Regions from separate parts of the Mus musculus genome. Here all the other regions are linked to region 1. Evidence: chromatin contacts called from public HiChIP or PLAC-seq and promoter capture Hi-C data. All regions are on one chromosome and are shown on one strand. The core of a region is the stretch at or near the end of the contact, and the rest is flanking DNA. Distances in the headings are between cores, read along the strand shown.

Region 1 (4,103 bases), core at 1,148-3,647:
CTTAGGAAATGGATGACTCACATATTTAAGTTTGCTGGCCAATATATATTCAGAATTCCCAAAGAACTAACACAAAAAGTTCCCCTTGAAAGGTGACCTGGAATTTACCAAAGAGATAAAGCCAAGCGGTCATTAAAGATGTTTAAATGTCATTGTCTACTGTCTTCAGTGTGCCATTACATAGCCTTGGGATCCTTTCAAATAACAATCAGTGGAGGATGAATAAGTCACAGCACTTGAAAGTAACCAGGAAAGGAAGCCAGCAGAATAATCTGGCTTGGCTGGCTTGATTCAAGAAGAGACATGGTACCCACCCCTTCTCTCCCCATTCTTCCTCCCCTTTCAGCCCCCCAGCTCCCCACCCCCACCCCCACAAGACAGAACGAAAAGAAAGACCAGAGAGAAAGGAAAAAAGGAGAGAAAGAGATCCAAAGATCCCCTGCAGAATGTGTGCTGGGGAGACCAGCCTCGCCCTATGGGATACAGCCTTGGAAACAGACGTGGGCTTTTACTTTGAAAATAAAAGGATGACAATGAAATTTGTGTGAGGTCTGCGTGAATCCAGTCCCAGATGTTTACAATGCTGTAGTACTATGCCTCTGCAATATGAGAGGTTTCAGAAGAAACAGTACAACAAGACACCACAAAGCAGCGCATATGCTATTGACAATGCAGACATGAGCGTCATGTTACCAAGAGAAGGCAGGCAGGAGACAAATAGCAGCGGTGCTGCCCGAAAGACCAACTTCATGGACTGCAATCACTCAAACCGAAATGAAGGACCCAAAAGGAGGGGGTGAAAAAAAAAGTCAAAACCAGGGAAAATAAACTCTTTGGCCTCTATCTAGAAATGGTGGGGCTTTTGCTGGGGACTGGAAGTGACTTTTCTTCCTTAAAGTTCCCATAAAGCTCCCATAATTGACACGGGATAATTATTTTCAGCTTGAGGAGTCTGTCCCAAAAACTCTTAAGATTGCCAGCGAAAAGAAACAAAATGTGTTTACTTGAGCCATTTCCAGAAGGGAGGGAAAGGAGACCTCTGGGTGAGATGGGGGAAGGTATTGGAGACAGAATGGGGCATCTCCTAGCAGCAGCAACTGAACAGCACCAGGAGTGATCCTGTGAGTGACAGACTAGAGAGATCAGGGAATCAGGGTTGCAAGGGATGTGGAGGAGGCTTGCATGGTGGAGGAAATGCTGCGCACAATGTATACTCGGGAGGGGGCTGATTTAGTGTGAAAGTATTCCACTTCATCATTTTACAGGGGTTGGGGACATAAATATTTAGCTGGCCACATCTGGAACAGATTCTGTCTCCCCCCCCCTCCCCGCGTGGGGTGGGGGTGGATAATTGGAAGGAGAGGAGCACGCATTTGTTACTTACTGTACGGACAGTCTTCATTCTTGGTCCCGCTGACCTTGCCGTTCTTCTCAATCGTGAGAAAGTACTTGGTGAAGGAGAACAGCCTTCTCCAGCGGACATCTCCTTGGAGGTGATTGTAGCTCCGCACATGCCTTCCCGCACTGGAAGGAGAGGAGAAGGACGAGGAGGAAGAAGAGCAGTTGGTGGCCTCCTGTGACACCATGTCCTGACCAAGAGCTTGGCAGGTGACAGGGAACGAAGACACCAAAAAGAGCAACAAGAAGCAGCAACAGCAGCCCGGCAGGTGGGGAAAGGCTGAGGCACAATGTGTCAGTATCCATTTCCACATTGTACTGAAACTCTCGGCACTGGAAATTGTCTCATCAGAAGGAACATACTGGAAGGGTAAGACCTGCTGCGAGGCAGAGAGACAGCTGGAGGTGGTGGCTTCTGGATAGCTCCCTCTGGGTACGGATCTGGCCAGAAGCGAGTGCACCAACATCCATAACTTCTAGGAAGGACCGGCTGCCTGTCCTCGCTCCGTCCTCGGATCCGCTGCCTGCGTCTCTCCAGTCTCAGGGTGAACAGTGGACGTGGGTGGCCGCGGCAGTAGGAACTGGTGGTGTCGGTCACCAGAGCTCTTCGCTCCCCCCGGGGGTTACTTTGTTCTCTTCTTCACTCCTTTCTTCACCATGTTAGATGCAAAAGAGGTCTGAAAAACAGATGACAGGACGGTGAACAAAACCCAAAGTGGGTGGGGTGGGGGTGCAGGAAGACATCTGCGCCCCTCTGCGGTTGGCACCTTCTGGTCCTTCTCTGCAGAGTCCCAGCCTGCTGGCCACTTAAAAAGTGTCTCTTTGGAGTTGTCAGAACTGGAGGCAGCTGCCCAGGCGCTGTTGTCTTCTCCTTCCTTTCTCTTTTTGGTGGTGCCTGTTGATGTGAAGTCTTCCGAAAGCCACTTCTTGTTTGGGGGGCGGCTGGCGGCTGGCGTTTTGTTGGGCCCTTCTCTCCACCTCCAAGTCCCTTGGAAAGCCGCTTGTAAACAGGTTGAAGCCTGGAGTCTAAATGTCAGTGCTTTTCAGCCAGAGGTGGGCTCTGCCTCTGCTGGTCAAACCTCATTTGCAGGGGTGGAGAAGGGGGGGAGGGGGTCAAACGGCGGTGGGACATCTGAAACCCTAAGCTGCTGGGAACGCCAGAGAAAAGGGAGGGGGGAAGGGACCGGGGAGGGGGCGGGGGGATCTTGGGCGAGAGGAGTGCGCGATGCCTTTGCTCTGAGCTGGGGGCTGCGGGTCCCTTCCTCGCCGCCTCCGTGGGCGCAGCCGCCCCGCAGCCTGCAGCTCCTGCTAATTGCGGCTCCGGCGTCCTGTGCTCGCAGCGCTGGCCACCAGCGCGAGTTGTCCGCGTGCTTTCCGAATTTTGCTGCCCTCCGGCGGGAACCACTCCCCTCCCCTACAGGGAGCCCCTTGCTCACTTGTTTTCCACTGTAGTTTTCTTCTTTCCTTCCTTCCTTCCTTCCTTCCTTCCTTCCTTCCTTCCTTCCTTCCTTCCTTCCTTCCTTCCTTCCTTCCTTCCTTCCTTCCTTTTCTTTCTTTTTTCTTTCTTTTCTTTTTTTCCTTTTGGCCGCGAAAATAGAGTTTGGAGCTTGGCTTTTGTGTGTGGATGTGTTTCTGCCTTCCAGATCCCAGAAGCAGGGAAGAGGGCTGGGGAGAAGGCAGAAGAGGATGCTCTGGGCAAACTCTCTCCAAGAACAGATTATAAACTGATAGAAGCTAAAATCGAGAAGGGAGACATAATGAGCTAGCTTCGTTTCCTCCTCTCCTGCCAGCTTCCAAGGAGGTCTCGGGTTTTAATGAATCATTGATTTCTCGCTTCCGTTGCTGAAGTAAAAAGTTCACACTTTGGCCCTCTCTGTCTTTTTAAGCTCAGGGAGATTTATCGTCACCCTTAAACATAGCCTCTCTCTTGGCGCAAATGAAATCAGGGACCCAGGTTACTGATTTCTAATTGGTAACACGAGTCCTTTACAGAATCACGCATGGACTTCAAAGCCTACGCACTTTCCTGCGATCGCAGATTTTATCACAGAGTTTGACCAAATCCCCTGCTGCCTGTTTTTTTTCCTCTATGCAATTTCCTTTGCATTTTACCATAAAGAGGAGGTCCCCGCCCATCTTCAAACTTAATGTTTAAAGGGCTCTACTTTACAACGCAGCTTCACTACCTACCGACCTTTCACAAACACTCTTGTGCACACCAACCCCCAACTCTACCCCTGCTCTCAGAAACAAACTTTCAACCCAGACACAGACAGAAGTCAGCACAAGACCAGGAAACTATTGCCCAAAACAAAAAGGTACCAGGAGGAAACATTGTAATAATCCATTCCTACCTGAGTATGATACAATTCTGAGTACCAGAGATCATTTCCTTAAGAAAAATATCTAAACTAGGGAACGGCTGGCTGGAAGGATTGCATGAACATATATTACTCTGTTGTGGGAGGCAGTTAGACATCTGTGTTCTGGCTAAGCAAAACAAATGGTCAATATCATACGGTGGTGGTGATTTCACATGATTCAACCTAAATGGCTGAGGGAGAAGCAGAGGTTTCAAGGTGAATTTGAGAGTTAGCAACTGGCATAGTGATTCAGAAACAATTTACAAAAGGAGCTTGCACACACAAGCCAGGAACCCTGTCATGCGCACTGGGTTTCAGTCTTCACTGGGAACTGGAGAAAGA
Region 2 (4,103 bases), core at 1,025-3,524, 460 kb before region 1:
AAATTCTTCATGTAGAGTGAGGGTGTATAATTTAAAATGATCTCAGAATCCCTGACCTTATGTTAAGTATACAGAGTTATTAAGGGAAGGACTTATATCTTACATGTGGCACCTGGATGACCTGAATCATGGAATTATTTTAGATTGATAAAAGTTTTAGTTGGATCAAATTAATCTTTTGCTTTAGAATTGCAAATGTGAGCAGATTTTAAAATTAAGGAACCATCTACCACCGTAAACATAGAAAGAAGGAAATAAGAAAACCTCGGTTATGCCTGTAGCCCCTCACCTGACCCCTCTTAGGAAACACAGGAAAAAGAGAAGAGACTAGAGCCTGCAGAGAGCCCTAGGCTAGGATTTGCTCCTCAGTAAACAACTTCTGACCTGAACCTGAAATGCTAGCATCAGTCTCTCCAACCCTGGTGGAGTCCAACACTTTCTGCAGATAGGTGGGCCTTTTTCCCCACTTCCACTGACAGAGGGGCAGGTCTTAGTTACTCTTCATCAATACAATGTTTCCTACGAGGGAGTCTTTAATTACTGAAGTCTTAGGCACCCTTCTTGCCTCCCTGAGCATGATTTATACACATCTAATGATCAAAGATGCTGGGCTTGCTTGCAGAACTGCATTTCCTGGGGTTTCTCTTCAAAACAAAAGCACAAAGGAACAACCATCCAACCAACCAGTAAACCTGTTTTGCAGTCAATAATTTTGGGTAGTTTTGACTTTTCTTACACATTTATTACACATATTTGACTATTTAAAGTCTTTAGACAGAATGCAGGAAAAAAAAAAAAAACCTCTTGTTTTTACCCAATGTTTCCAGGATTAATTGACTGTGAAACATCTCCTTTGAGAAACATCTGCCTGCAGAATTCCCTGAAACAAAGTTGGGAAATGCCATCTTATTGTGTTCTGATTTGTTTTCTTTGCACAGCTTCTCTCTTAGACTTATAATCATCTGTGTCACCAGTTCTTGGTACAGTGTCTGGCACATAGTAGGCCCATAATGAAATCATTTGTTGAATGAAAACATGGGAAAAAGAAAGGTAATGATCTTATGTTTGAAGCTTGGGAAGGTAATATGTTTATTTACTATTGCCTACTCCCTCATCCCTACCCCCACCCCCATCTTTTAACAACTTAAAAAAATCCTCATAGATGTTGTCATATAATTAATAAACCACCCATTAAAGGCATTTTTCTGTTGCTTGATGATATCTGGGGTCTTTGCTGGGGTGATATCAATGTCAGGGGGACCCGACCTGGTTGGCATCCTCTCTGTTCTAATGTGAGGTCTTCATTTATTTGAGTGGCCAAAACACACCGTCTGATCTCTCCAGCACGAGAGCCTAAGGGTTGCTGGATATTTTTCATTATGAGTCAATGTTTTCACCAAGGGAATCTGCCCTATAACCAGGACAAAACAAAAGATCCTGTTTTTAAAAGATGACCGAACATCAAGAATATCAGGTATTTAGATCAGACTTAGAGTCATGAGTCAAGCCGACACGACACAGACAATATGAAGAGTGTGCTGCCCCTAGTTCATGTAAGGGTTTCAGGAGACCTGAACATTTGCTGAGTTAGGAGGGAGTGACAGGGTGATAACTGGAGGGTAGCAGGCAGGAGAGGAAAGAGAGGAAAGGAGCTTGGATATAGATTCAGGTTATCCCAGTGTTTACAGGATACCGGATGAACACAAGCCGGAACTGCAGCCAGGGGAGGGGAGAATGGGAGGAGAAAAGGGAAAAAGTAGCAAAGGGGAGGAGGGGAAGAAGGGAGGAGGGGAAGTAGAGGAGCAGAGATGCGGGGAGAAGGGGAGGAAGGGATGGTTAAGTAGTCTGGAGAACCCCAGAAATGAGTTTCAAGGGCAGGAAGAACGACCATGTCACATGCCTTGGAGAGGTCAAAGAAAGAGGCAAGGTGGCATTTGGTAATTACAGAATCTTTAAGTGAGTATTATTTAAGTGAGGAAAAAACAGGTCTTGAAGGAAGCGTAGGGGGAGTTGTTAAGATGGGATTTTTGCGGTTGGAAGTTGCGTGTGGTGCCCAGGGAAGCAACTGGTTGTCAAGGAAGGGCTCTGGAGAAGGAGTTCCGTTTCTCTACTCACACAGACCTTTACTATGTTGGCACTGGCGAGTCATAAGGCACCTCATTCACAACTGTTTGGAATGTATAAAAGTCATCAAATGGAAAAAGCTTTTAGGAGCACAAGGCAGCCAGGATGGATCACATAACAGCCCAAACATGTGACACATCACTAGATAAGTCTGAAAACCACAGCCAGGAACAACTCTGGAATCTGCCGGGGAGCAGGGTGGAGCTGCTGTGAGGGACAGATCTTCCCCTTTTTGGCATCTGCTGGCTGCTGCAGAGGGTAGTTAGCTAAGTCAGGGCTCCCGAGGGGTGAAGAGTCTGCTGGTTGTGGATGCTGGTGAGATACAGCACAAGGCCCAGGGAAGGAATAAAATCTGATGTGGTGCCTTGCCCTCTCATACATTTTAGTAATAGTCCTTGACTGTTGGCCCAGGCAAAGGCAAATGCAGTTCTACAGGAGAAACCCTTGGTTATTCCACACTTTCTGGTTTCGTGGGATTTGAAAATGACCTCTGGAGAACATTTGTGGGAGCTGATAAACTGTCACAATTTGATGATATAAAGTGTTTCAATAGTCACACAGTAGTACTTTTGCTGAGGACAAAACCGTGAAACATTATTACTGTAATTTTATTATTAGGTACTAGCTTTAAATACAAGATTAGTCTTTTTTTTTTGGAAGGGAATTATTTTTTCTTTCTTGCTGTATTTTATACAGAAGATACATTTCATATTTTGGATGCTTTCAGAAGCATTTTAAGGCAAACCTTGTTTAGCCCCAAGTGAGAGCGACTATCAGAATGCAGAGGGGAGAATCCAGGTATACTCAAGAAAGTAGGAGTTTGGCAGTCGACTGGATGCTAGTAACCCAGTGGATGTCTTTGGTGGCTGAAAGACTTTATTTTTTCCTCTTAATGTCTCCCTTGAGAGGGCATTTCTTCAGGAAGGACTCAAATGATAAGAAATGTGTGGGGGCGTGTGATTCAACCTGAAGACCCTGTGGGAATTAGAATCTCTGGGAGAGGGGGAGAGAGGGAGAGAGGGAGGGAAGGAGAGAGGGAGAGAGGGAGAGAGGGAGAGAGGGAGAGAGGGAGAGAGGGAGAGAGGGAGAGAGGGAGAGAGGGAGAGAGGGAGAGAGAATATGAATATGATACCAAGTTAAGGTCAGAGCTGTTTACTGACTAGCAAATCCTAGCCCAAGGCTGTGTCCATCTGTCCTGATCTCTCATTTTCTCTTTCCTGTGTTTTTTTAGAACAGCCAGGTGAGGATCCTCGGCCGATGCCCAGGGAGGTTGAGAGTAGGAGCCAAGGGGATTAGTTTGTGATGTAGTCCACCTCTGACAACAATGCCCTGTCTACCAACATCTCTTTCTGAGACTGCACTTTGAAAGTAGTATTCTTTTTTATCATGCAATGCTTGAAAAAGTTCCATGCAAATCCACATCACATGGTGGATTAGATAGTAAGAAAAAAAGGTACATGTTATTATTATTATTTTTTATCTTAGGAAGTTCACAATGTAATATGTAAGTGAAAACCATTTAGGTATATATGCAAGGTGCTCTTTAGTATGGAAGATTTATTTTGTAAACAAAGATTCCTGGTGAGAAAGGTTGTAGGAAGAAAGTTTTGAAAGATGAATGAACTACAGTTTGACAGATGTGGTAAAAGAAAATACACGGAAAGTAATAGAGATAGATAAAGATAATAAAGAAAAGACTAATGTAAGGAAATGTCCCATTAGACAGTAATAGAATTTCAAAGTATTTTAGCAAGAGTAATTTGGACAAACCATAGAGGAGACTAGGTGCACTTAGATCCCTGAACATGATCACTAGGCTCTTCTCAGCTGTTCTGAGTTGTGGCTTAAGTTGAAAAAGATCATCTACTATACTGGGAAGGGATTGTTTAGCCTGGGACAGTTATGGATTTACATAGCAAATAGGGTGGACTCCTAAACACAGGAAATTTTATTTAATCTCAAGGTTTTAAGTTAGTCTT
Region 3 (4,103 bases), core at 927-3,426, 430 kb before region 1:
AGCACAGAGAAGTTAGAGAAGAAAAATGTTAAGACCTGCTTCACTGCATGTAGGCAATCTTCTGTTTGAGCAGAACAACATTTGATGTTGGAAGAAATTAGTATCTTCTGCTTTGAACAACAGTGTGCCCCATCCTAATAACCTCTGCCATGTGATACTGATTCATCTCACACTTGATTGTTACGTTGTGTTCTTTTCTTGTAACAGCCGAAAGAACATTTCCTGCTTTGACTCATTCATTTTCAAAGAAGCTGTATGTAGAAAGTGAAACGTGAGGGAATCATGTTTGAGACATAATTACAGCTTCGCCTCTTCCTTACAAAGCTTCCAAAGTTTCCTTATTGTCTGATGTAATACAGGAAAAAAAAAAAACAAAAAAACAAAAAAACCAAACCACACCACATTCTTACTAACAGAATGGTGACCACCATGCAATTTTATGAAAACAGATGTAGTTCAGAAACTTTCCTAAAATGTGACCAAATAGATCTTTTGGTTGATTTTTATCTAAGTAGGAATATGGTTTAGGAGAGAAATGAATACATCTTGATCTCAAAACAGAGCCATAGGAGTTTGCAATTACATAAAACACAACAGTTTACCCACTGTTGTCTTTTCTTCACTGTTACTGCTAGAACTAATGTGGTCTCACCCTTTGTTTGTCAGATTCTCTTGCCTTTTGGATTTATATTTTCCTCTTTGTGCCACTATTTCAGTCTCATTTTAAGAGCTATTTATTTACTATGTATTGAGACTTTTCTCATCTCATTATTCTTTAATTCCTTGATCAAATTTGACATGTCTACTGCCTATTTCATGTAAGTGCACTATTTCTTATCACAGTTTACTCAAATAACTTAGTTGTCATGGTATTCAATGTTCTTGATTATCTGGTTTCAACCAAATCTATGCCTTTTTGCTTCCTTACCATGTGTATCTAAATTTCTCCCGTGTGCTCACCCAATACCAGCATTTGTCATCTCTGTAATTATGGCAGGGCCTGTGTTCTGTAATTTCCTTCTTAGCTGGTTTAATGTGGGAGAAACAAGCATGAAAAGAATTCATGGAATTGCATAGCTTTGAGAAGGTATAGTTGCCTAATAGAATGATATTTTTTTGTGGGGAAAAGTAATGTCTTCTACAGTTCATAGAAGAGCTCCTGACATGTAAAGACTTTTTAGGACCATAAGATATATGTCAGTGATGGAAATTTGACTTGCATGTATGAGACCCTGGGTTCAAGTTTCAACATGGCAAGGAAACATTACAATGCTTGATATGAGCTATGCTCCCAATGTTTCTGGATTCTCAGACTTAGTGTACACAGTGTAACAGCAGGGGCAGTGAGGAACAACAAATAAATGTTTCACAAACAGCCTAAGAGGCTGGACTTTAGCATTTTTAACTTTCTGACAAGAGGTCAATTACAGTATCAGCCAGGATCTCCTCACATCACAGATGGCACATACCTGTAAGCATAAACACTCAGGAACAGAGATAGGTTGATTATAACTTCAAAGCTGGCATGGGTTGTGTAGTAAGATCCTGTTCTAAAACACCAAACAGTCCAAACAAACACCAAGACTGAAAAGCAAGTAAGAAACAAAACACACAAAACTGAATAGATGCTAGAGTAAAATTCATTAAGTAAAAAAAAAAAAAAAAAAAAGATGTCCATGGATAGGTTGTCCTTAGGTTAAGGAAGCCAACCACAGATGGTAATTTACACAGAAAGCTGTGGTTGTCCCTTCAGTGTATCAGGAGACAGAATTGTTTCAGTGACAGTTGCCATCAAGAGTCACTTCAACAGCACAAGGACTCATTCTTTAAGACTTTCTTGCCCTTGGTCTTGAGAAGATTCTAGGCCCCAGTATAGGGGAATGCCAGGGCCAGGAAGTGGTAGTGGGTGGGTTGGGGAGAAGGGAGAGTAGGGAGAGTATAGGGGGTTTTCAGAGAAGAAACTAGGAAAGGGGATAACATTTGAAATGTAAATGAAGAAAACATCTAATAAAAGAATTAAAAAAAAAAAGATTTTCTTGCCCTTAACAATTTTAGGAAAACACTCAAATTAGTCGATTTCTTCAAAAACATGTCTTTTGGGTGATGAGTGAGTCAATTTGTGGGGAAAAAGTGTTATTGAAAGGCTGTGGCCAACGAAGTCCTGCTGAGAGAGTAAGGGAAAACATTCATCGTCCTGCAAACATGTCTATGATCTTTTAGGTTTCCACTAAATCTACCAACCCACACTAACATCTCCTATGACAAGCCAAGTCCTCCAAGCTATTCTTGAGATTACCAGGTTTAAGGAGATGTAGCTGTTCAGGAGTTTCTATCAAAGTCGAGCATAAGATAATGGAGAGGCAAAGGTTAATGCGTTGGCTTTCAAGATTGCCTTCTTTTAAGCTTCAGATCTTTGGACTGAAAAAGTGCATGATGGTGTTTATTTGACTTGTCTGTCCTGTGAGGTCAGCAAAGCACCCTGAATACCATCTTATTTTTATTTATGAGTTCTGTTTCCTAAAAGCAGTAAGACACTCATTCCCTACATTGCATTGTTAGGAAATGACTGAATGCCTCAAGTGACTAAAGCAGCTCTGAGCTTAGTGACTCGTAACACTAATGCCATTCATCAATTAGGGCAAGACTGCCTGTCTGCTTGTAGTTTGGCAAGCAGCATTTTGTCTTCCAGAAGCACTCAGAGGAATTCTTCCATCTGAAGGGAAGGATGAGGGAAGGTGTTCAGTGAAATTAGTAAGATGAGATGCTTGTTTAATTACACAGCAGCCACAAAGTTGCAAGTTGGATGTATTTCTACAGGGATGATCGTTATTACACGTCAGGAATAGAAAGCAAATGAACTGTACTGTGTTTCAGACCTTAACTATAAAATGAATAATGACATTTTATGTTAGGAAAATAAACAGATGATGATTCTTTTAAAAGAAAAATCTACGGGAGAAAGCTACTCTAGAAACCCAAGCCTGGGATTTCATTTATTGCAATTCTGTTTTTGTACCCAAGAAATACTTAACATTAATTATGTTAATAATATTTTTCAGACAGACTTTCCTTGGTAGTATAAATCAGACCATGGCATTCATCTGCTTATATACTTGTGTTCCATGACACCTCTCATTATTGGCCATTATGAGGTCAACCAAGCATGGGGTTAACTCTTTTAGGACTCTGCTGTCCTATAGCTTGCCCTTGCCCTCTCCTTACAACATGAGTCACACTGGGTTTCGTTTTCTTAAACTGGCTAGGTCTTCCCATCTTGAAACTTTTCTAAGTGTCACCCCTCACACCGAGGGTCTCTCTCCCTATTCTTTTGTATGTTTTTTTTCATTCATCTGTTAGTTCTGAGGCCATTATCTTAAAGTTGTTTTCCTGACTACCCAACTTAATATTGTATTTGAGATGTACTTAACCCAACCTAATAGACTTAAATTGTTATTTGATATGGATATTTGCTTATTGACTGGAAAGTTTTATGAGGTCAAGGGTATTATTATTATTATTATTATTATTATTATTATTATTATTATTATCTACTGCTATGTAGACAGTGATTTAGTCTGGCGGTTCCTCAGAAAAGTGGACATAGTACTACTGGAGGATCCCGCAATACCTCTCCTGGGCATATATTTATCCAGAAGATGTTCCAACCAGTAAGAAGGACACATGCTCCACTATGTTCATAGCAGCCTTTTTTATAATAGCCAGAAGCTGGAAAGAACCCAGATGCCCCTCAACAGAGGAATGGATACAGAAAATGTGGTATATTTACACAATGGAGTACTACTCAGCTATTAAAAAGAATGAATTTATGAAATTCCTAGGGAAATGGATGGACCTGGAGGGCATCATCCTGAGTGAGGTAACACAATCACAAAGGAACTCACACAATATGTACTCACTGATAAGTGGATATTAGCCCAGAAACTTAGGATACCCAAGATATAAGATACAATTTGTTAAACACATGAAACTCAAGAAGAACAAAGACCAAAGTGTGGACACTTTGCCCCTTCATAGATTTGGGAACAAAACACCCATGGAAGGAGCTACAGAGACAAAGTTTGGAGCTGTGACGAAAGGATGGA
Region 4 (4,103 bases), core at 1,079-3,578, 330 kb after region 1:
AAGGATTAGTGTTTATACAAGAAAATACAGAGAGCCAATTTTTTTTTAACACTATATGAAGCTGTTTATAAGTCAAGAAGCCCTCACAAGATTCTGACCATAATGAAACTCTCATTTTGGACTTCCATTCTCCAGAAGAATCTCATCAAACAGTCTAAGCTCATTAATACACAGAAAATATTAAATCTAAATTAAGTTATGGTATCTAAGTTCAACAGCTTTCTAGCCACTCTGAGTTGTAGCCAGAATCACGACAATACCAGCAATTATGCCTGGACACCTCTAAGTTTGACTTGTCTCCTTTCTCTTATAAATTCCTACTACTTCCTCATTGTTGTGTGATAGTCACTGGAGAAGGCTTCTCACACATAGATTTAAGCCAATAGAAAGTCTTTATTATTAGCTGATCAACAACTACACCAAGGGATCCCAGGGTGAGCTTTTAACTACAAAAAAATAATAATAATAAAATTAAAAACAAACAAAAAACAAAAAAAACGTGTCCTGAGTTGACATATATCAGTTAACAAAAACAGTCAGAAATGGAACTGAAGCCAAAAAAGCAAGGTTAATAAATTTAGAGACTTTCCCCAGAACTATGGATTTGAATGGATTAGATCTTTGTTTCCATTTTGGCGAGTGCTCTTGTCTATGTGTTGAGTTTTAGGGCCTGAATTCACCTTCTATTATGAAATCAGTTCTGCTAATGTCTGGGTGCCTACTAAGGTTTTGGGTTTCTGTTATACCCATTATCTATATTTTTTTTTCATTCACGTGGCCATTCCACTTGTATCTTCAGGTTATGCTCCCATTTCAGAATCTCTGCATGTGTTTCTCCTTCTGGAACCTCCCTCTCCAGTATTTTCATGACTCATTTCTCAAATGATATCTTTACAAAAAAATAGTCCTCTGGTCAGGCTTTTTACATGGCAAACATCTACCCACACACTAGAGCACACTGATATTTTTCTTTACCCACTTTATTTTTTCCATGGCACCTATGAGTTTATAATAAATCATAAAGTTATGTATTATGATTACGATTTTCCTTCCTGTTAAGAATGCAAGGTCTCAGCCGGGCGTGGTGGTGCACGCCTTTAATCCCAGCCCTTGGGAGGCAGAGGCAGGTGTATTTCTGAGTTCGAGGCCAGCCTGGTCTACAGAGTGAATTCCAGGATAGCCAGGGCTATACAGAGAAACCCTGTCTCGAAAAACAAACAAAACAAAACAAAACAAAAAGAATGCAAGGTCTCTTTGGCTCACTAAGTAAGAAGACATTTAGCACCGTAACACATAGGGCGCACTCATAAATATCCATTAAATGAAACAGCTTGAGTAGCAGACAACCTGGGACCTAGTACCACCTCTGCCCCTAAGACAGTGGGTAGCTTTTGGCTTTATGTCTGCTTCCTTGCATGCAACTGAAAAGATTTGAATCATATTAGGCTGAAAAATAAAGTAATAGCTTCTTTATTAAGTTTATTGTAAAGAATCAGTTCATTTCAAACTAGTAAAGAGTTTAATACACAGCAAAATTCAAACAAATTGCTTAGTATGATTTATTTCATGTATTCCCCGACGTCTTGTATATTCAACTAAAAACACATTTCCCCGTTTCAAAATAAATTATATTACCTCATTAGCACTGAAGAATGTATGAAATAGTTTTCCTAAAGTTTAGTCGCGTTCACAGGTAAGTGATGCTGATATAATTTTTATAATTAGCAAGAATAAGTAAAGACATGTTGTATTTCATAAAATTCTAGTTCTAAAGGTGATGGAGGGTAACAGACTATATGAGGTACACAAATGACGTCAGAACTGTATGGATTTTAAGTTTCTCTTTGGAAGATATTTCTTTGTTTGTTTGTTTGTTTTGTTTTGTTTTGGAGACAGGGTTTCTCTGTATAGCCCTGGCTGTCCTGGAACTCACTCTGTAGACCAGCCTGGTCTCGAACTCAGAAATACACCTGCCTCTGCCTCCCAAATGCTGGGATTAAAGGCGTGCGCCACCACCGCCCGGCTGGAGGATATTTCTGAATGTTTGCGTGTGAAAAAAAGTGCGAGTTCCTAAAACATCCTACGAGCAAGGACTTTAATTGTTTCATTCTTCAGAGCATAACCGGTGGGAAAATATCTGGGGTAAGCGAATTTTTATCGCAGACAAATACTCAAAAAGAATACAACAAACTTCAAGGAGCATACTGATTGGTTGCAAACTGGATGACACAACGCACCACAGACACTCAGAGCACCCGCCTCCAAGAAGCGATTGGTCCCTACGGCAAGCGAAGAGGAACAATTCCTGCCAGTTGACCTCAAGTTCCGGGTCGCGGCGGGCGAAAATGGCGGCGGCCAGGTATTGGAAGCTGGTGCCCCGCGGCCGGGGATTGTCCCAGAATGCCGCTGCTAAGGCGTCCGCTACGGCCCCGGAGGTGAGAGACCTGGAGGTCGTGGCGACGCCCGTCGCGCGGTACCCGCCGATCGTGGCTTCCATGACCGCCGACAGCAAAGCGGCGCGGCAGCGGCGGGTGCAGCGCTGGCAGGCGACGGTGCACGCGGCCCCCTCGGTGGACGAGAAGATACGGATTCTCACCAAGATGCAGTTCAAGAAGTACGTGGTGCATCCGCAGATCTCCGCCTTGAACGCCGACCGCTGGTACCAGAGCTTCACCAAGACCGTGTTTGTCTCGGGCCTGCCGCCCGCCCCGGCGCTGTCGCCGCCGCCGCCCTCGCTCGACCTCGCCGCCCTGCGCGCCGCCGTGTGCGACTGCATCTTGCAGGAGCAGGTCTACGTGCGGCGCCGCCGGCCCCGCTCCCTCTTCGATCGTCGCCAGGCCCTCGCCTCCTCCATCCTGGACCAGGTAGTGAGGACGCTCGTGAACCTGCTCGCTCCACTCAACCCTGTCCTGAGCACTGCCGCTCTCGGTGAGCTTGGAACTCCCACCCTGAACGGGGGAAGTGGGGACGCCGTCGGCCAAGCTTTCCTGCAGGTTCAGTAGCACTCACTGAGTTAGGACTTACGGACCAAGTTTCAGGCGGCCTGCCCTCCTAAGGACTACTTGTTAAAGTTTAGTCTCACCCGAAGCTCATCACGTTTCCATGCTTTGATCAGGTTTTGTGTCTGAGCAGCCAAAAGTTTCTAAGAGACGGTTGTCTTTTGACTGCTTCACACGAAAGCTGGGTGACCATGGGTAAAACATCAACCTCTCTTACTTTGCCTTAATATCAAGATGAGAATTACTGTAATACTGTTTGGCCCTAGAATGTCGAAAGGTAAATAAGATATTATCAGCGTTACTAACATTTTCTTAGCATTTACTACTGTGTGTCGATCCCTTTCCCAAATGTTCTAAATGCCACCTACTTAATCCTCATAATAACAGAGTACATATCATGGATTCATTTTATAAATGAAGAGTGAAAAAGACACACGGTAAGTGTTGCTGCCTTCAGGCCCAACATCTGGTAGGTTGAGGGGTCAAGATTTGGTCCCAGTAAACAGAAATTTTCGTTCAGTGTGGACGTGAAAAAGAATGTATGTTTTTGTTTGGTTTTGATGGGGTGGTAGTACAGAAGGTTGAACTCAGGGACTAGAATACTCTCTGTCTTTGAGTTACACCCCAGCTGATAATGTGTTTGTAATCCGTTTATGTCTATAACCCAGAAGGTGTCTTAGTAATTATTGAATTAATTCTATCATGGCTGTAGATGTGTTCTAAACTGAATCTTATAGTGTCTGTATTACTTCCCTTCCTTGTGTGTACAAGAAAAGTAGTGTGTTAGGAAGGTAGAGGAACTTTTGACTACTTTCCATTGGTGGCTTAGAAAACTTAACCTTGTTCAGATGAAATTAAGTTCATCTTGTACAAAATGGCAGTGATGAGAATTGTATGTACCTTTTAGACTGGTAGTAAACGGAATACTGATCAGTTCTCATCTTATTCCGGTGAGTGGTTGCTGTTCATTTTAGCATCTTTAGTTTTAACTAAATAATCGTGTCAATTACAGTGGGGAGCAAAATGAAGTTTTCGTGTACTGTATTTGAGACATAATGGATAAAGCATGAAACTCAGATTCTTAGATTCTCAGTTTTAATATGT
Region 5 (4,103 bases), core at 920-3,419, 310 kb after region 1:
TGCTGACACCATTGCATACACTAGCAAGATTTCGCTGAAAGGACCCAGTTATAGCTCTCTCTTGTGAGACTATGCCGGGGCCTAGCAAACACAGAAGTGGATGATCACAGTCAGCTATGGATCACACGGCCCCTAATGGAGAAGCTAGAGAAATTACCCAAGGAGCTATAGGGAACTGCAACCCTATAGGTGGAACAACAATATGAACTAACCAGTACCCGGGAGCTCTTGTCTTTAGCTGCATATGTATCAAAAGATGGCCTAGTTGGCCATCACTGCAAAGAGAGGCCCATTAGACTTGCAAACTTTATATGCCCCAGAACAGGGGAACGCCAGGGCCAAAAAGGGGGAGTGGGTGGGCAGGGGATTGGGGGGGGTGGGTAGGGGGGACCTTTGGGATAGCATTGAAAATGTAAATGTGGAAAATACCTAATAAGAAAAATTAAAAAAAAAAAAAAGAATGAGAATTTTCCCGGAAATCTGATGCTGGGAGAAGATAAGCCTACAGCCATCCAAAAGAGAAATATGTCTTCTGTAATGAAATTTTACACAATTATAACCATGTGTCAGCCCACTGTATAGCTGGGACTGTAGTCCAGACAGTGATGGGTCAGTGGTGGGACTCAAGCGTTGACCTGGATTGTGCATATTCACGGCCCTCACAATATGACCACATTGAATAAAACTGCCTTTCTGCTTTCTACTTTAAATGTGACTCATTAAAATTGTTTATTGAGGATGGGTGTCTGGACCTGACATGGACCACAGATTGTCACCTCCCAAAGTTTGCTAACAAGTGTAGCTTCTGTGTAATATATAGAAGCTGGTATCTCACAGCAGATTTCCCCATCCATTGACTCTTAAAATCTATCTGCCCACACTCATGATGAACCCTGAGTGTTAAGTGTACAGGTTGTTTTGTACAGGTATCAGTTATCATATTGTCTGTAATTCTCTGCATTTTGGGTAATTATTGGCTTCCGAAATAAGCAGGTCACTATCTGTTTCAAAGCAATGACCCTTTATTTATCAGTGAGTGCTATGTTTATCTGTGGATATCTGTTTTTGAAATGGAATTAGAAGTTATATGGGTTAAGGAAAGCGACAGTAGTCAGTTCTCCTCCAAGGTCTATGACATCAGCGACAGGCATTTGGCTAGATTCACAGCAACCTGCATGACTTCTTTCATATTGACCAGACTTTAAGTCCAATTAGATAGTGATTACTTACCCCCAAATAGTGCCACTGTTGCACTAGTGGAGATACGTTGGCAAACTGGTCATTGTTGTGGTCCACAAACTTTACAGCTATAAAGTATTGAGTGGTTTTATCCTCAGGCAGCTAGCCAATCACCTTTGGAGTTGTTATGAGGGCCAGTTCTCAGGAAGGGGACGTCCATGTTAGCTCCAACTCCTTCTCTTCAAGACCTGTATCAAAACTGTACGGTGTGTTTAGCAATAGGATCTTACCTGCAATTTCTGGGGTGTAGCCAAGGACAATGGTAATAGCATTTATTGTTTTCAGGGATTCATTGACTCCCCTAAGCAACAATTTATAGGGGGTATTTTCCATGCCTGGCACTAGGGTTGTATTAAATCATGTATGGCTTTTTATATTTTTTTTCTTATCCTGTTGTGAAAATTACAAGGAAAAATAGTGATAAAAGCATCTGAAATGGAAGTCAATATACCATTCGATTAGCTGGCATTCTTGAAAATGACTGTGTGTGTGTGTGTGTGTGTAGATAATAGTTGGAGGAGGGAGAAGAGGAGGAGAAGGGGGAGGAGGAGGAGGAAGAGGAGTAGAAGAAGAAGAAGAAGAAGAAGAAGAAGAAGAAGAAGAAGAAGAAGAAGAAGAAGAAGTAGAATTCAATCTGTATCATCAATTCAAGTTAGCATGAGACTTGAGCTATTCGCTGATCAAGTTTAGAAACAAACGTGCCTCCATCATACACATTGCTTATAAATCCACTAGTGTTCAGTGGCCTTCCTTTAGAGGCAACCTTGCTTCATTTGAGTCAACAAAACAGATTGAGAGTTTAGAACCTCTTAGTTAATGGGGCCAAAACCTTTGCGATGTTTCTCTGGAACATTCATGGTCCCTGAGCACACTGCTGAGCGGCAAGCATCCACCAGCCCCCTCAGAGATCTTGTCCCAACGCCCAGCTTGTGCTGAGGTCCAGAGAGAAGCTATGCAGATCTAGAGCCAGCAACCACACTGGTGAATAGTTCTCCCCACATCTCCAGGATGAGAAAAGACAAGTGAAGGGGACTGCTCCTAGTGGAGCTCTCACTCCTTCCTGAACATGTTCCGGAACATGTATCATCACTGACCTTAACTCTCCTCTTGGGAAAGAGATCAGCCGAGTAGGAGTTTACAGTAGTTGCTGTTTAAAACTGTGGATCATAAAAAAATTAAGAATAATCTGTCCTTTGGATAAAAAGCATTATCAATGATATTAAACTCAAGAAAACTACCAAGTTTGTGCTTGTTCCTTACAAGTGTGCTTTAAGGGTTAGTAAGATCGAATACTTCAAGATGCCTCTTAAAGAGAGAAATGTATTATGTCAGACCATAAATTAAGAGGCCCAAGGCATTGTGTACCTTAAGAAACTATCCTCAAGGAGCAAATTACCAAAATAAAATATATTTGTTGGGCTTCTAGTAAGGAAATCAATATTTTAAAAGACTAAGCTAAAAAGAAAAGCTGAAAAATCCTATGGATCAAGCAGATATCAAGAAACAGGGCTCTACTGAAAAAATGTGTATATATAATCTGACAACATGCTCACAAATGTGGAATTTATTTAGCCAACTTCTCAAATAAGTTATAAATTGCCTAAAGTTTCCTAATTTAAAATTGGTGCACGTCACAAGGATTGCAAGTGAACATTGCTCAACTTACTTTTCTGGCAACACAGTAATGTACATAATTTATAACAACATATTTATGTAGTAATTACGACATATTGAAGTACTATGATTTTCATAGAGATAAGAAAAAAGGACAAATAGCTAGATTGTTCATTTAAAGGAAATGACCATTCACCCACAGTCATGTTATACTGGGAAGAAAAATTGCCTGGGCTCAATCCAGATGTTTGTCTATGTGCGTGTGTGTGAGCATGTGTGACTGTGTGTGTGTGTGCATGTGTGTGTGTGTGTGTGTGTGTGTGTGTGTGTGTGTGTGTGTGTGTGTGTGTGTGTAAAGACTGATAACTGTGGATCTTGGGCATGGAAAGAAAGCCCATGATTCATTAGTTTAATGACATCAAGTAATAAATAACTCTCATCTGGGCTTTTTTGCTGAGCTAGCTACTTCAATGACCCCTGGGATGGAAATGGGATAATTGAGAAAGACAATGAGTCCCCCTGGATGATGCTCATCTAAAGATCCAAATATGGAAACCAACATTTTAATGTGGACATTTTATAAGCTAGTAAGGAAAATAAGATGTAGTTGATTAATTTTTTCAACAATTTTCTTTCCAAAAAGACTGAAAATCAAATGCAAAGTTTAGAAGGGCAATGAGGCCTGTGTGTAGTGGTGAATGACTGATTTCCCAACACTCACAAGGATGAGGCAAAACAATTGCCACTAGTTCAAAGCATCCCTGGCTTACTAAGTGAGACTTTGTCTAAACCATAGATAGTAGATCAAATAAATAGATAGATAGATAGATAGATAGATAGATAGATAGATAGATAGATAGATAGATAAGTATATGAGTAAAGCAATAAGAGAAGAAAGCAAACGATATTTCACATCTCTACCATCTCATATTTTTTCTAGACTAAACTCAGGTGACAAAACCATAGCCAAACATTAAAAGTGGCACTAATGGTAAAATTGCTGAGTAAAGTCTGGGTGAGTTTAAACAAACATAATGCTCAGTGTGGTGGTTTGAATAGGAATAGCCTCCATAGGCTCACATGTTCAAATGCTTGATCCATGGTTAGTGGAACTGTTCAGGAAGAACTCGGAGGTGTGTCACTTGGAATGGGCTTGCAGGTATTAAAAGCCCATGTGAGGACCAGTTTCTCCACCCTGCCGCCTCTTCCTCTGCTGCCTCTGCCTATTGACTTTGGATCAGGTTGTAAAG
Region 6 (4,103 bases), core at 1,097-3,596, 260 kb after region 1:
TTTAATGTTAATTTTTATTAGATATTTTCTTCATTTACATTTCAAATGCTATTCCCTTTTCTAGTTTCCTTTCTGAATATCCCCTATACCTCCCCACCCCCCGCCCTGCTCCCCAACCCACCAACTCCTGCTTCCTAGCCCTGGCATTCCTCTGTACTGAGGCATATGATCTTCTCAAGACCAAGGGCCTCTCATCCCATTGATGGCTGACTAGGCCATCCTCTGCTACATATGCAACTAGAGACACAAACTCTGTGGGGTAATGGTTAGTTCATATTGTTGTTCCTCCTATAGGGTTGCAGACCCCTTTAGCTCCTTGGGTACTTTCTCTAGCTCCTTCATTGGTGGCCCTGTGTTCCATTCAATAGATGACTGTGAGCATCCACTTCTGTATGTGCCGGGCACAAGAGATAGCTGTATCAGGGTCCTGTCAGCAAAATCTTGCAGGCATATGCAATAATATCTGGGTTTGGTGGTTGTTTATGGGATGGATCCTCTGATGGGGCAGTCTCTGGATGGTCCTTCCTTCGATCTCAGCTCAGAACTTTGTCTCTGTAACTCCTTCCATGGGTATTTTGTTCCCCATTCTAAGAAGGAATGAAGAATCCATACTTTGATCTTCCTTCTTCATGAGTTTCACACCTAAAAGATCTAGAACAAAAGGAAGCAAATTCACTCAAGAGGAATAGACTGCAGGAAATAATCAAACTCAGGACTGAAATCAACCAAGTGGAAAAAAAAAACTCTACAAAGAATCAACAAAACCAGGAGCTGGTTTTTTTGAGAAAATCCACAAGGTAGATAAACCTTTATCCAAACTAACTAGAGGGACCAGAGACAGTATCCTCATTAACAAAATCAGAAATGAAAAGGGGACATAACAACAGAACCTGAGGAAACCCAAAACATCATCAGATTCTACTGCAAAAGGCTATACTCAACAAAACTGGAAAACCTGGATGAAATGGACAATTTTCTAGACAGATACCAGGTACCAAAGTTAAATCAGGATCAGATTAACGATCTAAGCAGTTCCATATCCAAAAAAACAAAACAAACAAACAAACAAAAGAAACAACAACACAACAACAAAAACAAAACAAAAACCAAAACCTGGTATTTCTTTAGATCATGTTAAATCTCCAAAATTTAGAGGAATGCCTAACAGGGAAGAATTACCCCAAATATATTGCTTTAATGGTAGAATTGAAAGGTGGTAAGCATATTTTTGTAGTCCTATACTGCCCATTTCTAGATTAAGATCATATCCCCCCCCTCAATGACTACTTGACTACAATGTATTCTTTTTTATTTATTTTATTAGATATTTTCTTTATATACATTTCAAATGCTATCCTGAAAGTACCCTATACCTTCCCTCCGCCCTGCTCCCCTACCCACCCACTCCCACTTCTTGGTCCTGACATTCCTTTGTACTGGGGCATATAAAGTTTGCAATACCAAGGGGCCTCTCTTCCCAGTGATGGCTGACTAGGCTATCTTCTGCTACATATGCAGCTACAGATACGAGCATATACCCAGAAGAAGTTCGAACTGGTAATAAGAACACATGCTCCACTATGTTCATAGCAGTCTTAGCCAGAAGCTGGAAAGAACCCAGATGTCCCTCAACAGAAGAATGGATACAGAAAATGTGGTACATCTACACAATGGAGTACTACTCAGTTATTAAAAACAATGGATTTATGAAATTCTTGAACAAATGGATGTATCTGGAGGATATCATCCTTGGTGAGGTAACCCAATCACAAAAGAAGTCATTAGATATGCACTCACTGATAAGTGGATATTAGCCCAGAAACATAGAATACCCAAGATACAATTTGCAAAACACAAGAAAATCAAGAAGACGGAAGACCAATGGGTGGATACTTCATTCCTCCTTAGAATAGGGAACAAAATACTCATGAAAGGAGTTACAGAGACAAAGTTTGGAGCTACGACGAAAGGATGGACTATCCAGAGACTACCCCACCTGGGGATCCATCCCATAATCATCCACCAAACCCAAACACTATTGCATATGCCAGAAAGATTTTGCTGAAGGGACCCTGTTATAGCTGTCTCGTATGAAGCTATGCCAGTGCCTGGCAAATACAGAAGTGGATGCTCACAGTCATCTATTGAATGGAACACAGTGCCCCCAATGGAGAAGCTAGAGAAAACACCCAAGGAGCTGAAGGAGTCTGCAACCCTATAGTTGGACTACAATGTATTCTTGATAGAATTTATCCTTGCACTTAATCTGGCATCTAGGCCCCAGCCAAGCAGAAGCTCTGGAGTACTGTCCTGGATCTGCCAGCTGTGTTACTCTTTCCGTGAGCTACATGACTGACAAGTGGGAGAACTGATCACTCACTCCAATTGGAGGGGAGCTACAGTAGATTTCAAGTCACTACTAAGAACGATATGCATATAAGTGTGTGTGCATTTGTGCATGTGTGCATAAGGCAGAAAACCTAATGATGAGCTTGCTAATACCAAGCCTTGTGTCAAAGCCAAGTTACTTAATTTCTAGATTTTAAAAATTAAAGCTGAACGTCCACTCTCACTTTTCGTCAATAATCCTGGTATTTATTTCCAGTCCTCTATTATCTCTCCCACAAGTTTTCTAGGCTAAAAGATATTTAGCAATCTATTTTGCAATTCCCTAAGCTCCTTGAGAACTTGACCTCTCTTAAAGGGTAGATAATTACCAACAGAATCACTAAAACCGTAATACTCACTTATCAGTGTTTGCTTCGTGGTTCTTCAGTATGAAGAAATTTTTACTCAATAGGAAACTGAAGCAAGAGAAAAGAACAATTCATTTTTTCTTTCTATTGTTCTTTATGATTATATGGTATGAATATACCCAGAGCCCACAGGGCACCTTTGTGTCTGCAATTACTTTTTAAAAATATACCCCCACAAGCATTCCACATGTGAAATTCACTGTGCATTAGCTGAGATAGTTCACACTATCCTGATAAAATGTAACATATTGAAATATAGAGTAGAAATTAAAATAAAGACTCACTAACATGAAAATGATTGTATGTATAACAGTTCATTATTTGATATAGTCCTAGTCTGATTTTTATGCAATAAGTATGTGTATAAAATTTTCAGTAAAATCTGGGTACAGGGAAATCAGTATACCACAAACACTGGTTTTGTAGTTAAAGACTATTCCTTGCTTCATTATTTGGGTTATTTGTTTCTCTAAATGTGCAGTGATGCTCAAGGAGCCAAGCAAAAGGCTTATTGTATTCTATGCATCATCAAAACAGACGCATAAGAGGGAATAAATAAAAAATGCAATATTCCTGTGGGTCTGGAGATAAGTGAATCTTAAGTCTTCTCCCTGGTTCCCCTGGGTAGAGATGGCTGCTGTCTGTAATTACCTCTGTGGGTGCTGGCTAGCACAGATGGCCTCTGCCTCCGTATTCTCTACCCACTTTCAGTGAACAGCATCCCTTATCCGGACGTTCTTGCTTAGAAAACACCTTATTTGATAAACAATTGTTATCTCATGTGTATGTCCTGACTCTAAGAGTAATAGATCTGAGGCAATGCCTACTATTTCCTATCAGAGGCATGTCTTGTCTTACTTGAATCAGATAATTAGTCATTCGGCACTGATGCTTGGTAGCTAGCACAGAAGCATCTGGGATCTTCCTGACATCTAAGACATCTAATGAGCTCTTGTTCCTCATCGAATCTCCAAAGTCACCCTGGCTTGGTTCCATTTTTTTTTTCCTTTGCTCATGTGTGAAACTAAAGGACCATTCCCAGGCCTTTGTCTCCTGAAAATACCTTAGAATCAGTGAATAAATTTTTGCTTTGAATTATACTACAGGACATAAAACAAGAGAAGGAAAGATCTGTTCCTTCTTTTCTTGGTTCATTACATGCTATGCTTTAACTCATGCCTCTGGTTCTAGAATTTGGCGCTGGTTCTCACAGTGTTAAGCATCTGGGCTTTTAGGCTTTTCAGATTGCTATATACTTAAGGAAGGTCAGCACTTTCTTAAAATTTTCCAAAGAAAACAGTCTTTGTTGCCATAACCTTCTTATATAACCAAGTTCACAGAGCCTGG
Region 7 (4,103 bases), core at 700-3,199, 270 kb before region 1:
ATACTAGAGGAGATATATAATGTATATGTATAATGATATATTTGTATAATAAGTGTATAATAAAGTCTTGATGATAATTGCCATGTAACAGAGTTCAGTATGGCCCTCTTTTGCATGTGAAACATGGGGTTAAATCCAAATGGTCCTTAGGGATACACCTGAGTACCTGCAATTCAAGATGGGAGAGTGGGCGAAAGTGCACGAGTAGAATGCCCATCACCCTCCGGGTCCCATGCGAAGGTTATCAGGGCTGCACATGTGTAACATTTGGCCCCCAGTTATTTTCTTTTAACCAGCTTGCTTCTCATATCTCTAGAATGTCAGTCAGGGAGTTAAATCAACATTATCCTTGGCCACCTTTGTCACCTTGAAACATAAGGAAGTTTTGCTTTCTGGGCACTTTTCAAAGATTTATCGAAGTGTAAATCTTCCTTTTGGTTTTCCCGAAGCAGGTCCCAAAGCTTATCCAAGGCCAGAATTCATTCAAGATGCATTGGGTTCCTCTGAACATTAGTTTAATTCCCACCAGTTGCGCGGATTCTAGGACTAGTAGCCGCTCAAGTTTGTTGGTAGCTTGGCAGTGTTATTTTCATTTTTATTAGGTTTACTATTTTGCTGAAGGCTTAACAGGCTCATTTTCAGATTTTTAAATCAAGAACAAGTTTAATGATTGAAGGTAATTATCTCCAGATTAGAGAGGCTTTTAAAATTTTATCAGCATTCCAAAATTTAACAAATAGCCCTCTGATAATCTAATTAAAATCCTACTTTTGCTGCCAGACAAGTACAAGCCAGACACACATTCAACCTCTTGTAGGAAATAATTATCCGTTTAAACCATTTCTGACAAGTCAGACATTAAAGTTGACTGGTGTTAATATCCTGATGGTTCTTTAGAAGTGGGAAAAAACTGTGACTGGGGACTGCCTTCTTACTGGTTTTCGTAAAAGGGAGATAAATAGCCTATTGGCTGTAGAATACCTCTGTGTGCAGAGCACATAGAATTATGTCCAGCAGCAAATCAGAATCAGCTGCTCTGTGTCACAATGAAAGGCTTTCTACTTTCCATTGGATTTACACCTTAAATGGTAATTAAGCTTAGGGACTGTATTGTAAAGGCATTTGAGCTGGTTTGAACTATGGAACTTGGGTGGATAATGAAACACACACAGAAAATCAAACACTCTTCACAGGAACTGTTTATATAAGCTGGGGGCAAAATTACTTTTTATAGTTCTGAAAATACTTTGGCCTTCTAAACTGAGCCTTATTTACCCAAGGATGCACCTTAGCCTATTAGTAACCAGCTGATGTTTTAAAACAAACTCCAAGTTTGGATTCTAACCATGGGAGTTGACCTCTTAACAAGTGCTCATACAAGGTGAAGTGAAGTTGGTTAGGTAACCTACAACCTTGTTTTCGTTTCTGCTGTTATGCAGAATTGTAGTGTTACCATTTCCACTTTTCTGATGGGATTTACTGTCAGAATTGAAAGTGGATGAGAGACCAGTGACTTAAGGGGAGGCAGCAGTTTGAGAACTTGCCTGCTTACTGATTTATGTGCTTCCAATTATCAATGTGTGGGAGTTTTGTCTCCAAAGCTGGGCTGGAGGTTCCTTTTGTTCTTCAGTGTCTCTTGTGGTTTATGCTTTAAATGGGATGCAAATGTGATTTATAGTGCATGGCTTGATGCAGTTAGAGAAAATTGGGTCTTACAAGGCAAATGCAAACAAGCAGGGAAGGGCCACGTGTGAGCACTGTGTTCCTGTGGGTGACAAAGGGATACCCCAGTGTGGCTTATGGGGAGACCGGAGAGTAAACGGAGAGTAAACAACATGTGAGAAGGTTCTTTTACTCAAAGAACATGGCTTTCTTCCCTGTAGTCTGGGAGAGTGGAGCTGAGTCTCTTAAAACTGCTTAGAGAGCTCTGTTAAAGGAGCATTTCCATGCGGTTGAGCAAAGACCATACACAATAGCAATCTGTTTCCACTGGGCGTGGCTGATGCTAGCTGGCACCTAACATGCTCAGCTATTTATAATTACACGTAGCCACGCTACCGAAGTCTTTGAATTAGCACTTTAGATGCCACGTTTCTGAGGACTTTTAACAGGACCTAATGACCATGGCACAGAAGCAACAACTAGGCCGGCAGAGTAGCCTGGAAAGTGTAGAGTTCTCATGGCATCAACTTGGCCACATCAAAATTCCTACAGATATGTAATGACAGTAAATCAAGTTAGTTTCGTAATTCTTTCTATCACTCAACAGATCTTTCCTGAGTGTTTTCCATGACCCCTTTTCCATTTAAAAGACAGCATGGTTGTGAGGGAAAGAATTGGATTTTAGTTTTGTCTACATTTGTGGGAGTCTTATTTCTAGAGTTGAAAACCTAGCTTGAACAACACCTGAGGCTGACTTCTGGTTTTCATACGCATGTGGTCATATGTGCACCTGTACCCTCTCCATGCAAGATTGTACACACACACACACACACACACACACACACACACACACACACACACACACCACAAATTAATTAAGTGAAACGTGAAACCCATCTCAGTCCATTTAAATGGCACGCTTCTCTGAACACATTTCTATGAAATTAAAATGCCCATTTGTGCTGTAACATGAGGTAACTGTGCCAAGATTGTCTACTATGGAAATAGCTGTGTTTCAGTTAACAGCACCGCTCTTTCACCGCTACGGAAGCACTGAAAATATTTAGCTTCTCTAACTTTCTTACGTTTTTTTTTTCAGTCCTAAAATCGTACACTCTTGAGAGAATTGTAAAGATATTAATGCTCATGGACCTCTTAAACAAAGTAACAGCCATACAAAATATTCATATGGAATGGATAGCATGTTTGGAAATGTTTCACTTGAGGTAGCTTTTCTGGTTAAAAAGGACAGAGTGTCCATGATTGCATGTATGTTAACTGATGCATAGCTTTCCTGTTGAAGGTGCTGATCAGATTCCTATAGAGGTCTCAACCTGTGGGTCACAACCCCTTGGGGAGTGAATGACCCTTTCACAGAGGTTATGTATCAGCTGTTCTGCATATCAGATATTTGCATTACTACTCATAACAGTAGCAAAATTACTACTATGAAGTAGCAATGAAATAGTTTTATGGTTGGGGTCACCTCAACCTGAGGAGCTGTATTAAAGAGTAGCAGCATTCGGAAGGTTGAAAACCATAGCCTTAGGGGCACAAGGAAATGAAGAACCCAGGACCTCTTCTCTTTCCAACAGATGTTACTAGAGACACAATTACTTCCAGTTGCAGTTTTCAATATCCAGATAATAGACATGACAATATTCAAACTGCCTGTGAATCTTCATCATTGTTTATGGAGGAAGACACGGAAGAATGCAATTTTGAGCTCAGTCTTCATCCAGGAGCACTGGTGCTAGGTTTTTTAGAGTCTGTGGGCACCATGAGAAAGTCCTTTTGAGAAACTCCAGGAAGCAGCTGGACCAAGTTTTCAGGAGAAAGAGAGGGCAGAGGTTAGGCAAACAGGGAGATGTGATTTTTTTACGATAGCATAAAGTCTAACATAAGCATTTTACACTAATGTGCCACAGTGAAGATATCTGACGGTTGTAGAGGGAAAAGTGAGGAAAGACACATGGGATTTATGTGTGACATTTATGGCAGTGATGTCACCAAGCAAAGTACAAGATAGTGGAGGTACCCAAAGAAAAACGTTATCTCCTTCCGAAGTTCACTTCAAGCTGCTCCCTGAAATCTTTTCTCAGCACTCTTAACACTTTCAGATTTTTTACCGGTTGATACAAGGGAAACTAGGGACCTGTTCTTCCTATTACTAGGAAAAGAAGGGCTATGGTGGCCCATAGGCTGTCTTGTGTGCTGGACACAACATAGGAAAAGTGGGATTAGAATTTAGGGCAGGTGGAGCTCTTACTTTGGCTCCCATACCTGGACACAATATTGGCGCACGTGCACACCCCCACACACTGCCCCCCCCCACATAAACCATCACTAAGTATTTTGCTCATGTTAGAGATAAGAGGAGAGGGTGGAATATAGGAACAGAAGGTAAGCAATCTCTGTGCCTATGGTTGGTTAGAAAAATG

The links. Promoter capture Hi-C pulls out the DNA fragments that hold promoters and counts their contacts. HiChIP or PLAC-seq counts read pairs in DNA pulled down with a chosen protein or histone mark.
Region 2: a contact with region 1 is called in a promoter capture Hi-C map of the 3T3-L1 cell line, with 7 times the contacts expected there. The contact joins the enhancer-like site here to the promoter of Fgf10 in region 1. A contact is called at or near these places in 13 of 39 promoter capture datasets (the 3T3-L1 cell line, 3T3-L1-derived adipocytes, the C10 cell line and 7 more) and 1 of 9 other capture datasets (adipose tissue).
Region 3: a contact with region 1 is called in a promoter capture Hi-C map of cancer-associated fibroblasts, with 14 times the contacts expected there. The contact joins the enhancer-like site here to the promoter of Fgf10 in region 1. A contact is called at or near these places in 8 of 39 promoter capture datasets (the 3T3-L1 cell line, cancer-associated fibroblasts, frontonasal cranial neural crest and 4 more), 1 of 484 Hi-C or Micro-C datasets (embryonic fibroblasts), 2 of 115 datasets of contacts at active chromatin or transcription factors (the NIH/3T3 cell line and embryonic fibroblasts) and 1 of 9 other capture datasets (embryonic trunk).
Region 4: an H3K4me3 HiChIP or PLAC-seq map of embryonic stem cells shows a contact between it and region 1, with 14 read pairs. The contact joins the promoter of Mrps30 here to the promoter of Fgf10 in region 1. A contact is called at or near these places in 3 of 39 promoter capture datasets (cranial neural crest, frontonasal cranial neural crest and maxillary cranial neural crest), 1 of 484 Hi-C or Micro-C datasets (embryonic stem cells), 4 of 115 datasets of contacts at active chromatin or transcription factors (the NIH/3T3 cell line, embryonic stem cells and stem cell-derived neural progenitor cells) and 2 of 9 other capture datasets (adipose tissue and embryonic stem cells).
Region 5: a promoter capture Hi-C map of 3T3-L1-derived adipocytes shows a contact between it and region 1, with 7 times the contacts expected there. The contact joins the enhancer-like site here to the promoter of Fgf10 in region 1. A contact is called at or near these places in 14 of 39 promoter capture datasets (the 3T3-L1 cell line, 3T3-L1-derived adipocytes, the HPC-7 cell line and 10 more), 2 of 15 datasets of contacts at CTCF or cohesin (both in the NIH/3T3 cell line), 18 of 484 Hi-C or Micro-C datasets (the 3T3-L1 cell line, 3T3-L1-derived adipocytes, the G1E-ER4 cell line and 10 more), 7 of 115 datasets of contacts at active chromatin or transcription factors (the NIH/3T3 cell line, craniofacial prominence, embryonic limb bud and 4 more) and 4 of 9 other capture datasets (adipose tissue, embryonic stem cells, embryonic tail and 1 more).
Region 6: a promoter capture Hi-C map of the 3T3-L1 cell line shows a contact between it and region 1, with 7 times the contacts expected there. The contact joins the enhancer-like site here to the promoter of Fgf10 in region 1. A contact is called at or near these places in 4 of 39 promoter capture datasets (the 3T3-L1 cell line, 3T3-L1-derived adipocytes, the HPC-7 cell line and 1 more), 3 of 115 datasets of contacts at active chromatin or transcription factors (craniofacial prominence, neural tube and stem cell-derived neural progenitor cells) and 1 of 9 other capture datasets (embryonic tail).
Region 7: a contact with region 1 is called in a promoter capture Hi-C map of the 3T3-L1 cell line, with 4 times the contacts expected there. The contact joins the enhancer-like site here to the promoter of Fgf10 in region 1. A contact is called at or near these places in 8 of 39 promoter capture datasets (the 3T3-L1 cell line, 3T3-L1-derived adipocytes, cranial neural crest and 4 more) and 1 of 9 other capture datasets (liver).

What each region holds. Positions count from the first base shown.
Region 1 is chr13:118,712,993-118,717,095 of GRCm38.p6, reverse strand. It overlaps Fgf10 (fibroblast growth factor 10), which reads right to left and starts at 2,397. Exons shown (of 3, transcript NM_008002.4): 1 at 1,385-2,397. The coding sequence starts at 1,712. RefSeq lists a promoter at 1,713-2,366 and cis regulatory regions at 2,589-2,599, 3,160-3,796, 3,888-4,103.
Region 2 is chr13:119,176,117-119,180,219 of GRCm38.p6, reverse strand. No RefSeq gene overlaps it. Among named protein-coding and RNA genes, the nearest start is that of Nnt, 230 kb to the left of the region's middle. Within about 2 kb of position 2,274, at least 39 of the 459 cell types and tissues checked have an H3K27ac peak or open chromatin away from gene starts, as enhancers often do.
Region 3 is chr13:119,142,029-119,146,131 of GRCm38.p6, reverse strand. No RefSeq gene overlaps it. Among named protein-coding and RNA genes, the nearest start is that of Nnt, 270 kb to the left of the region's middle. Within about 2 kb of position 2,176, at least 31 of the 459 cell types and tissues checked have an H3K27ac peak or open chromatin away from gene starts, as enhancers often do. A contact at or near this core is called in the NIH/3T3 cell line, cancer-associated fibroblasts and embryonic fibroblasts, where this site is marked.
Region 4 is chr13:118,385,477-118,389,579 of GRCm38.p6, reverse strand. It overlaps Mrps30 (mitochondrial ribosomal protein S30), which reads left to right and starts at 2,328. Exons shown (of 5, transcript NM_021556.3): 1 at 2,328-2,928. The coding sequence starts at 2,346.
Region 5 is chr13:118,405,202-118,409,304 of GRCm38.p6, reverse strand. No RefSeq gene overlaps it. Among named protein-coding and RNA genes, the nearest start is that of Mrps30, 20 kb to the right of the region's middle. Within about 2 kb of position 2,169, at least 5 of the 459 cell types and tissues checked have an H3K27ac peak or open chromatin away from gene starts, as enhancers often do. A contact at or near this core is called in 3T3-L1-derived adipocytes, where this site is marked.
Region 6 is chr13:118,452,349-118,456,451 of GRCm38.p6, reverse strand. No RefSeq gene overlaps it. Among named protein-coding and RNA genes, the nearest start is that of Mrps30, 67 kb to the right of the region's middle. Within about 2 kb of position 2,346, at least 5 of the 459 cell types and tissues checked have an H3K27ac peak or open chromatin away from gene starts, as enhancers often do. A contact at or near this core is called in 3T3-L1-derived adipocytes, where this site is marked.
Region 7 is chr13:118,979,262-118,983,364 of GRCm38.p6, reverse strand. No RefSeq gene overlaps it. Among named protein-coding and RNA genes, the nearest start is that of Fgf10, 270 kb to the right of the region's middle. Within about 2 kb of position 1,949, at least 9 of the 459 cell types and tissues checked have an H3K27ac peak or open chromatin away from gene starts, as enhancers often do.